Regions from separate parts of the Zea mays genome. Here region 2 is linked to region 1. A link is a contact called in public Hi-C data. All regions are on one chromosome and are shown on one strand. The core of a region is the stretch at or near the end of the contact, and the rest is flanking DNA. Distances in the headings are between cores, read along the strand shown.

What was found. Hi-C and Micro-C count contacts between places; a contact is called where the count stands out from the background.
Region 2: a Hi-C map of ear shows a contact between it and region 1, with 1.6 times the contacts expected there. The contact joins the promoter of LOC100279626 here to the enhancer-like site in region 1. A contact is called at or near these places in 2 of 25 Hi-C or Micro-C datasets (ear and leaf).

Annotation. Positions count from the first base shown.
Region 1 is chr1:247,185,298-247,190,632 of Zm-B73-REFERENCE-NAM-5.0, reverse strand. It overlaps LOC100272827, which reads right to left. Exons shown (of 2, transcript NM_001367772.1): 2 at 3,292-4,377. The coding sequence ends at 3,475. LOC100383727 (prolyl 4-hydroxylase 2) reads left to right here. Exons shown (of 7, transcript NM_001254933.2): 4 at 1,876-1,933; 5 at 2,040-2,215; 6 at 2,286-2,346; 7 at 2,439-3,054. The coding sequence ends at 2,464. Among protein-coding and RNA genes, the nearest start is that of LOC100272827, 7.8 kb to the right of the region's middle. Within about 2 kb of position 3,137, at least 14 of the 20 cell types and tissues checked have an H3K27ac peak or open chromatin away from gene starts, as enhancers often do. A contact at or near this core is called in ear, where this site is marked.
Region 2 is chr1:247,593,726-247,599,060 of Zm-B73-REFERENCE-NAM-5.0, reverse strand. LOC100279626 reads right to left here and starts at 2,093. Exons shown (of 12, transcript NM_001152622.1): 1 at 1,590-2,093. The coding sequence starts at 1,747.

The DNA of each region.
Region 1 (5,335 bases), core at 1,888-4,387:
CTCCCCGGGGAAGGCACAACGGGAAGGGGCGGTGTGTCGCGGCCTTGCTGGCCAACCACACCTGGGACTTGGTCCCATGTCCTCCAGGCACCAACGTGGTCACCGGCAAGTGGCTCTTTCGCCACAAGCTGACCTCGGCTGGCTCCCTCGACCGCTACAAGGCCTGTTGGGTCCTTCGGGGCTTCACCCAGCGCCCCGGAGTGGACTACGACGAGACCTTCAGCCTCGTCGTCAAGTTCGCCACCGTTCCCGCCGCCCTCGCCCTCTCCCGGGACTGGGCGACCCAGGTCCCCTCATGATAGCTCTTGGTCGTTCCAGTAGTTGGCTGCCTGTTTCTTTTTGTTTTAAGTGTGTTCGGCCCAGTCCAGGCTAGTCCTGGATGGCCTTGCGTTGGGGGTGGACCTTCTTAAATGAAATGAAGCACAACTCTTCTGCGTTTGTCCAAAAAAAGATCGTATTTGAATAAATATCTCATTCAAGCAAAATCTATCTATACAATATATAGAAAACCGTAGTAACGCACGTGCAACTAGCTAGTTAACTTTGAGATATGAATTTTTTGCATACTGATAAAAGTAAATCATACCATCAATGGGCGAAGCAATTAAGCAGCTAGAAATTGCCCTTTTGTACATATAAAACAGCTAGAAATTACTCTTAGCGTACCTCAACTTGCTTGGTACTAAAAGGCTTTGTTGTTGTTGTACATATAAAATTTTAAAAACTGGAGATGCCCCATTGACATGCCTGTTTTACTGCATATCACAAAAGTAGGCAAAGATACTATGGGCCTGTTTGGCACCAAAGTATTTTACTATTTTTACAGTTTTGATAAAATACTGTGGTATTTGAGAAAACTGAGGTATTGTAAGCTATGAGGTGTTTGGTTTGATTTTGCAAACTATAGTTTTCAATACTACAGTATCCTCAAAACTGCAGTATTTTGGAGTTTTAGATACTGAACTCAGGACCAAAGTTTTGGCTCAGTTGTGTCTTCTCCTATCTGACACACCCTCCTCCCTGCTAGCTTCTTTCAAAAAGAACCGTGCAAGCAAAGAGCATGCAGTATTAGAAAATACTACGGTTTAACTGGAGTATTGTGAAACCATAATATTTGTGTCATGTGCAGTCACAAACCATAGTATTATACAAACTATGTTGTCACCTTTACTAGCTAATCAGCTTGCGTGAAATTTGATTGGAATGTAGGGCCTGTTTCGAAGTAAAGTATTTTTACAGTTTCTGGGCAATACCATGGTTTTACTAATACCATAGTATTTTATGGCATATGGTGTTTGTTGCATTCCTGAAAACTATGTTTTCAAAATCATGGTATTCTAGATCTAGATACCAATGGTATTTTTGGAGTATTGGAAACTCCACTCTAACCTAAAGTTTTCATGTCATAGCTAGCTTTTGTCTAATACCATGATTTATAATGTTGTAGTCAAACAATGTTTCTTAAAACCACTACATTTTTTGGGATGACCAAATCCACGGTATTGTCATGACAATTGCAAAGTATAGTATTGTAAAACCATGGTTTTGATAAACTATTGCCAAAGAGGTTCGTAGCTTTGTCATATTCTTTATACATGCAAGGTGCATTTTTCTACTGTGCATGTAACACGCAATAACAGTAGGGCCATTTTGTTTCCTGCACACAGAATATTCTGAAATTCAGTACCCCGGGGAAAAAAAAAGAAGGCCCCAGGGTTCTACTTTCCAAACGAAGCCTCAAGGTTTCATGGGTTATTTGGAATGAGTAATGTAGTGTAGAAGATCTATGTCTTGGCTGGCAACAATTACTTATGTACAGACTACAAAATGTAACATTGATATGACGATATGTTAACTGAGAAATTTACTTGTCAGGATGAAGTAGTAACGAGAATAGAGGAGAGGATATCTGCTTGGACATTTCTTCCACCAGGTACCTCGAAAGCATCAATTAAATTATGCAAAAACCCTTTTAGACTTGCATTTTCTTTCCATTTAGTTGTTCAACAACCTTAACTGTATGGTTCTGGTATGCTCAGAAAATGGCGAATCCATTCAGATATTACACTACCAGAATGGTGAGAAATATGAACCCCACTACGACTACTTCCATGACAAAAAAAATCAAGCCTTGGGTGGCCATCGCATCGCCACTGTGCTGATGTACCTCTCTAATGTTGAGAAGGGTGGAGAGACCATCTTCCCCAATGCAGAGGTAGTTTGCTTGTCCTTCCTGTGTTTACTGTCTTAAGAATGCCAGTTGTAACAACTTCAACATTCAATAGGGGAAGCTATTACAACCGAAGGACAACACTTGGTCTGATTGTGCAAGAAATGGATATGCAGGTATATAGCAGTAGTTTCTGGTAGAGCTTTTTATTTACATTGCAGATCTGGGCTCTATATCATCTTGACCAGTTCTTACCTAACGTGACTAGGGCCCATGGCTCTTTTTGCTTGGTAATGTCACTAGGGTATAGTTTCTTTAGCTCGGCGCTGCACATCATGTGAGTAGTACCTTCCACCATGCGCATTTACTCTGCTGTCTATCTGCTGCTGGTTTCCTTGTGCAGTTAAACCGGTAAAGGGTGATGCCCTGCTGTTCTTCAGCCTCCATCCTGATGCAACGACAGACTCTGACAGCTTGCACGGTAGCTGCCCCGTAATCGAAGGCCAGAAGTGGTCCGCAACTAAATGGATCCATGTGAGGTCATTTGACCTCCCTGTGAAGCAGCCGGGTTCCTCTGACGGATGCGAGGACGACAATATCCTCTGCCCCCAGTGGGCAGCTGTGGGTGAGTGTGCCAAGAACCCTAACTACATGGTGGGGACCAAGGAAGCTCCTGGCTTCTGCCGGAAGAGCTGCAAAGTATGCGCAGAGTAAGGTAGTAGCCTGCTGTCTGATATGTGTCATGGCGTGTTGCGTAGTAGTCTGCTGTTTGGATACCGACTGGAGTATAGCATGTATGAAGTAGAACCCGGAAGAAGGAATCGTACGAGAGCCGAGTTATCTGATAACTTGTCTCTTGTGGGAAATGAAAGCGTTCCTTAATTAAGCGAGGAGGTGCTTTGTGGTGTCCTTATACGTGTTGAGCTGTTCTCCAGTTGCGTAGGGCGTGATTGCCAAAACGTAGCCCAGTGGGTGGCCGAGGGTTGTGTGAAATAACTTTTGCCTTTATGTTCTTAGCTGTTGGGTGCAGAAAGATGCACGTTGCTGACACGAAGGAGAACAGTCCCCGCCCGCCCCCCCTTTTCACTTCACCTTGTGTGACCTTGCATTCAATTCCGGTTGGTACAATAAAGCCATTGCTATAATATATAGTAGATGTGACCAATACAAGGAGAAAAATTACAGCCCATTGCCAAGCATCATCACAATGAATATACTACTAGTAGTATTAATTCTGCAGCAAAGACACATCACAATAACCCAATTTTCTTTTCCTTTTTTCGATCATCGACCTTGTTGTTATATTAGCAGCCATTGGGTTTCTTGGCCGGCGCCGGCGGCTTGGGGGTGGCCACCACCCCGTCGTTGCCTGCGAGCGCCAGGTACTTGTCCTTCCTGGTGAGGCTTGTGCACTCGTAGGAGAGCGTGGCGGCGATTAGCCTCTGGATGTAGTTGGCCACCTCGTGGCTTGTCCTGCCGCCGGCGCAGGTGAGCTCGGGCGGGAGCTTGTTGAGGAAGGTGACGACGTATGCCGGGCTGGGGTTCATGAAGAAGTAGAATGGGTCCATCCCCTTCCACCCCCTGGCCGTTGTGCCGTGGAACATGCTCATCCGGTTCTCCATGGCCACGGGCACCACCTCGTGGGTGAGCTCCGCGAAGAGCGCCGAGAAGCGCAGCAGGAAGGGCTCCCGGCACGTGGTCCCCTCGGGGCAGATGACGAGGTCGCCCTCCGCCAGCAGGTCCCGGATCATGGCGGCGTCGGAGGCGCGGTCCCGCGTGAGGCGCACCGTCCGGATGGGCGAGAGGAACTCGGAGAGGCGCGAGAGCGAGTAGGTGACCGCCGCCACGGGGCGCCCCAGCGCGGTGGACAGGAAGATGGGGTCCAGCAGCGTCCGGTGCGAGCAGGCGAAGAGGACGCCCCTCCGGCCCGTGGCGCGCTCGGCGCGCGGCGGCGGCGGGGCGCCCCGGACGTGCACGCGCACGCCCAGCGCCCAGAAGGCGTAGTACACCAGCGGCATGGGCAGCAGCGCCCCCGCCGCGATGCGCAGGCAGGCGAGCGCGAAGCCCACGGGGAACCACAGCACGACCAGCAGCGCCGCCAGCGGCGTCGGCCGGCGCACCAGGCGGCCGTCGTGGAAGATGACCGGGCGAGGCAGCTGGTCCATGGGCAATGGCTCCACCGGCGCGCGCGGGACGATGTACGCCTCCTGCAGTTTTGCATGCCATGCAGGCGCCCACAGCATGCGTGCGTCAATAATGGCGAATTAACATTTAAAAAAAGAACCCGTACTGCTGTTACTACTACCAGCACAATGAATACAATTGAAGAGGAGCGCAGCTACCACCGTGTGCCATCAGTTGTTCATATAGAACCCAAATTACTTCTGTACGGTTATTGACTGTACGTACACCATTGCGTTGGACGTCTAGCTACATGGCAGTGGAACGAACCTTTGTCAAAATTCTTCTTCTTCTCATTGTCTATTGGACAGCAGGGGCACTAGGCATGACTACGACGACCTACTTGATGCTGCATCCTGCCGAGGATACCTAATTGTTTCGTCTTTGCACAATTGAAGGAGGTCGATCGATCGGCAGGGCAGTCTTTTGATTGCGATCCATGCCATGCACATGCATATCGAAATCTCAGACAAGCAACTGTAGCAGCGGTACATACATCACTGTTCACTCCAGTCCAGCTAGCTAGCCAGTGGCAGTAACTGTGGTTAGTTGGATTCACCTAAAAGGTTGTACGGGCATCGCCGCGGGTTTTTGCGTGTCCCCCCTCTCAGAATAATCCTGAGATCTTTTAGCTTCTATCCGAGCAGTAGTCGGTACATATATATAAGTATCCTTTCATCTTAATTAGCATCTACTTTAGTACTAGTTATTAGAAAGTATTGAAGATTTTTTGGTTTTTGAGTTTGCTACTTCTATATGTACCTAATCCTATCATGATTTATGATGTGGCTTAACAAAATAAAAAAAATCTGCCCAAACATATGTCTATCTCTAGGAAATTTTATGATCCTAGTTCTTTAATTTCTTGGGGTTTTATCTCTCCACACGCGGCGCCATGGCTAGCTACTCTCGCTGTCTAGTCCACCACCACCAAGCAAATGGTGTCGGCACGCGGTTGCATGTGATCGATGCACAACAACCACG
Region 2 (5,335 bases), core at 844-3,343, 410 kb before region 1:
ATCTCGAAATGGCAGTAATAAGTGGTTATTTAGTATTTATTGCACAGTTAATTTATACATGTAATATGATTGCACTTTTAGATGAATATCGGTATCATAAAGGTATGTTTGCTCACTGAGTACTTAAGGACACAAGAAGGCACTTCATCCATTCATTGTTATAAGGCATGTTTTATTCAGGAAAGTGTATGTAAGCATGGTTTGCCTTTATCAATTATTACAAAATTGGTATCATATTAAAAGTACTGTGCAAACACACTGATATGAATCGGTACAAAAAACTTGAAAATGATTTGGTTACTTGAATATTTGTTGTAAAAAAATTGTAGTTTTCTATTATTAATATATTTCTCAATTTGCCTAAGACAAAAGGTTCTATGTTCATGAGGTTGGACAGATTTCTTTGAAATGGGTGGAGTACAAAAAGAATCATTTATGCATGAGATTTTCCCAAGTATAGTGGAACCAAAATCCCAGAATGTATATTAATCAAATAAGTGAGATTGCGGGTTAAAATAATTAAAATGTTTGCTGCAGAACCAAGCTCCACGTTAGAAACAGGTTAAGATTATAGTTCAGACTCAGCACTGCCACATTGAGGTTCAACTAGTCAAGTTAACGGAGTGTTTGCTTCAAGAAACAACCTACCCTATAGAATCATAGGGGCCTTAAGCTTGTGCTTGAGTAGCGAAAATGTATAACTCAATTCACACCAACTCTTCTGGCAAAGGGAACAAATTGCTTCCACTATTGGGTCCTTTTTTCTGGATGACATCAAACCAGTTAGACAGTATTTAGAGATGTGCCGGTTTTAGAAGGAAAACGTTTTACAAGGTGAATAGTGCAAAACAGAATTCCCATGACGACTCATGTAGATGTCTATGGTCCTAACTTCTAACCACACATTTTCAGCTTCCGACATTCAAATAGACCTTAAATCAGATGACTTGTGGAATTGTTCATGACGCATATTAGCTCTAGTTGTCTCCATTCCCAGCTACCCATCTGAAACATCTGGTGAATTATGGTGTCATTTGAAAACAGGTATCAGAAGGGCAAATCTGGTGCAGTGAGTTGTCTCATTGAAGGAGCCTTTCCACATTTTTGGGGGTGGGTGGGTGGGGGGGGGAGAGACTTGCCTCGTTTTATCCCTTCCCCACAACCCTCATGTGGGAGCCTAAGCCATTGGAATTGGATCTGACCTTGAAAACAGGTATCAGTCAGTTCTGTGCCCAATTATGTTCCAACCTCAAAATCTGCCTACATAACCTATTTAAACCGCAAGCAGCAGAATATTTTAGACTTGCGTCCTTTACCAAAACACTAAAAGAGCTTGTGTATGGTCAAGAGCTGTGATCACACATTCATAATTATAACATGAACAAATTGGTTGAATAAATGATTAAATGTACATTCTCATCGTGAGTTTAGCAACTGCTCGAACATCTAAGTATCTGCTAAGAAACCCTAAAATTGGTCATAATTCACTAGCACAAGCAAGCAAACAATAACTGAGCAATCCGAAATGACGAAATGCAATGTCTTACGAACCGAAGATTGAAAAAATACAACCAAAAGTAGCTACTTACCATCTGTACCGCATGAACTGGCCATCAGCGGGCGCGGTTTCGGGGACATCGTTGGTGGAGACTGCACCGTCGGGCCGCCGCAGTAGCACGTACGGCGTGATCTCGCAGCCCACGATCGGGATCTCCGACGGCAGGTGTACCCGAACCACGCTCAGCATCCTCCCTCCTTCCTCCCCTGTTCTCTTCTCCCGAGCCCCAGACCCGCCTCTGCCTCCTCGACCTGTCTCTCCCTGCAGACACAAGCCCTAGATCCCCCACCGCTAGGCGGATCCGCCATCACCTGCTGCCGCCGCGAGCCGCCAGCGTTGCCTCCCCCGATCCAAACACCCGCGCTCGCGCCTTCTCCTACACGAAACCCCAGCAGACAGCACCAGTATCAGGATCCCGCCGCGCCGGCCGGGCGGAAATGGGAGATCCGGGCACGGAGCGAGGCCTCGCCTGTGGATGGTTCCTTGGAGGTTCTCGAGACGCCGGGGGCTGCAAATGATTGTTAGGGTTTGGGTTTTGCTCTCTGTCTCTCTCTTCGTCGGCGTCGCACTCTGTTTTCTCTATCCTCTGTCCGTGTGCTCGCCTCGCGCTTGGACTATTTTGGAGTTTAAAGTTGAAAAAGTTTTTTGGTTGGTGCCCCTTGCAATTTTCGGTTTTCTTGTGTGGCGCTGTAAAGTGGAAATTTACAAAACAACGCTAGTTTTAAACGGTGAAATAGCATTCGTTTTTAAACAATACGTACAGCACCCGTTTTACCAAATTAATTCAGTAAACAATAATTTATCTATATATTTTATATTTTTTATTGAATAAACCACATATAAATGAACTAAATTACCCCTAATCATTATATAGCTCTCTTTTTTATCTCTTCCGTCCATAACATAAACATAAATATATAAAATATACTAGCTCCATTTTTTAGGGTTAAACATACAAATAGAAAAAAAATTATGAAGAAAAAAATCTAAATTTAACTATTAAACTTCAAACCCAAGTATCTTTGCTAAGGAACTATTAAAAATAGACATATTTGGTTTATCGAAAGATTTTCGATTGTACTTCCTTCATTTTTTTCATTTGACGTGGTTCCTTTTAAAAAAACTTCAATCACTTGTCTTATTAAAAATTTGTATGTTCTTTAAAAACACTCCTTCCATCCAAAAATATAGTTCTAAAGTTTAATGATTAAATCTAGACTTTTTCCTTTATAGAACATCTGTATTTATATGTATGTTTAACATTATGCTTAACAATATAAAATAAGCTCATATATTTGCATGCATACATGTTGTTCTTGTGAACATAATAGATAAAAATAAGGCTATAAAATGGTAGGGCGTTGTTGTTCGCTTGTTCTCAAATACTGTGAATCAAGAACAAGGCAACACAGTTGTCGGCGTTTCGACCCCGGGGGTCCCTGGACCGACGAGTAAACTGTCGCCGCGTGCCCCAGCCCAGATGGGTCGGCGCGAGACGGAGCACGAAGGGGGGAAGTTAGAGGGAGATAGGTGTAAAAAGGGGAAACTCGCGGCCTTCGTGTTGTCCCGCACCCAGGTCGGGTGCGCTTGCAGTAGGGGGTTACAAGCGTCCGCGTGGAGGGAGCGAGAGGCGTGCACGCGCCGTCCTGTCCTCTTCTGCGCGGCCAACCCTCTCATAAGAGAGCCCTGGACCTTCCTTTTATAGGCGTAAGGAGAGGGTCCAGGTGTACAATGGGGAGTGTAGCAATGTGCTAACGTGTCTAGCAGAGAGGAGCTAGCGCCCTAAGTACATGCCGTCGTGGCAGCCAGAGAGGTTTTGGCACCCTGTTCATGTGATGTCGTGGCCATCGGAGGAGCGTTGGAGCCTTGCGGAAGGACAGCTGTCGGGGCTGTCGAGTCCTTGCTGACGTCTCCTTGCTTCCGTAAGGGGCTGAGAGCCGCCGTCGTCATGGAGCATGCGGGGCGCCATCATTATTTGTTTACCGGGGCGAGCCAGATGGGACGCCGGTCTTGTTCCCAGTAGCCTGAGCTAGCTAGGGGTAGGGTAATGATGGCCTCTCCTATGACGTGGTCGGTCCGAGCCCTGGGTCGGGCGAGGCGGAGGCTCCTCCGAGGTCGGGGTCGAGTCTGTCTTCCGAGGTCGAGATCGAGTCCGAGCCCCGGGTCGGGCGAGGCGGAGACCGTCGTCTGGGGCCGAGCCCGAGTTCGAGCCCTGGGGTCGGGCGAGGCGGAGTTCGTCGTCTTCCGGAGCCGAGCCCGAGTCCGAGCCCTGGGGTCGGGCGAGGCGGAGTTCGTCGTCTTCCGGTGCCGAGCCCGAGTCCGAGCCCTGGGGTCGGGCGAGGCGGAGTTCGTCGTCTTCCGGTGCCGAGCCCGAGTCCGAGCCCTGGGGTCGGGCGAGACGGAGTTCGTCGTCTTCCGGGGCCGAGCCCGAGTCCGAGCCCTGGGGTCGGGCGAGGCGGAGCTTCCTATGGCGCCCGAGGCCGGACTTGGCTGCTGTCAGCCTCACTCTGTCGACCGGCACAACAGTCGGAGCGATGCAGGCGGCGCTGTCTTCTTGTCAGGTCGGTCAGTGGAGCGGCGAAGTGATTGCGGTCACTTCGGCTCTGTCGACTGATGAGCGCGCGTCAGGATAAGGTGTCAGACCATCCTTGCATTAAATGCTTCCTACGATACGGTCGGTCGGCGTGGCGATCTGGCCAAGGTTGCTTCTTGGCGAAGACTGGGCCTCGGGCGAGCCGAAGGTGTGTCCGTTGCCTGAGGGGGCCCTCGGGCGAGACGTAAATCCTCCGGGGTCGGCTGCCCTTGCCCGAGGCTGGGCTCGGGCGAGGCGAGATCGTGTCCCTTGAGTGGACCGAGCCTTGACTTAATCGCACCCATCAGGCCTTTGCAGCTTTGTGCTGATGGGGGGTTACCAGCTGAGATTAGGAGTCTTGGGGGTACCCCTAATTATGGTCCCGACAGTGGCCCTCGAGCCTCGAAGGGAGTGTTAATACTCGCTTGGAGGCTTTTGTCGCACTTTTTTGCAAGGGGACCGACCTTTCCCGGTTGTGTTTCGTTCCAAAAGTACCTGCGGGTGATTTGCCGGACCCGGTCCCCTTTTGACGGGGTCCGAGGGCTCGATGCCTCCCTCTGGTGGGATTCCGTTACAAGATCTTTCCCGTAGGTCTCGGAAATGTCCTAGGGTACCTCGAGAGGGTAGCCCGAGCCTTGGTTATGTATCGAACGTACCCAGGGTCATCCCTCGCTCTGCGTCTGAGGCGGCTGTCGAACCCTTCGGGGGCCAGCCTACGAACCTCTGATCAGTAGTGGGCGCGGAGCCCGAGTGGCCTGAGGCGGCCGTTGAACCCTTTTGAGGGGCCGGCCTTCGAACCTCTGACCAGTAGTGGGCGCGGAGCCTGAGTGCTCTGAGGCAGCTGTTGAACCCTTCCGAGGGGCCAGCCTTTGAACCTCTGATCAGTAGGGGGCTCGGGGCCCGCTTCCTTCGCGGAGAAGGATCCCTTTCGGGGTATCCCTTTCCCGGTCCCTGTGGCAAGAGAGAGAGAAAGAGGAAGTGGAAAGAGATACGAAATCGAATGACGTGGCGTACCTTTTTTGACGCGGTCATTATGGCGGAGGTGAAGCATCGCCTGTTTCGCCCGCCAAAGGTGTTGCCCGTCCTGCCGCAGAGTTAATGCGACGGGACGAGTGGTTCACGGGGCGGTCGTTGCGCGTGCGCGAGCCGTTCAAGGAACGGGCGTTTCGCTTTGAGTTTTGAATCTTGCGACGGGTTCGGGCGAA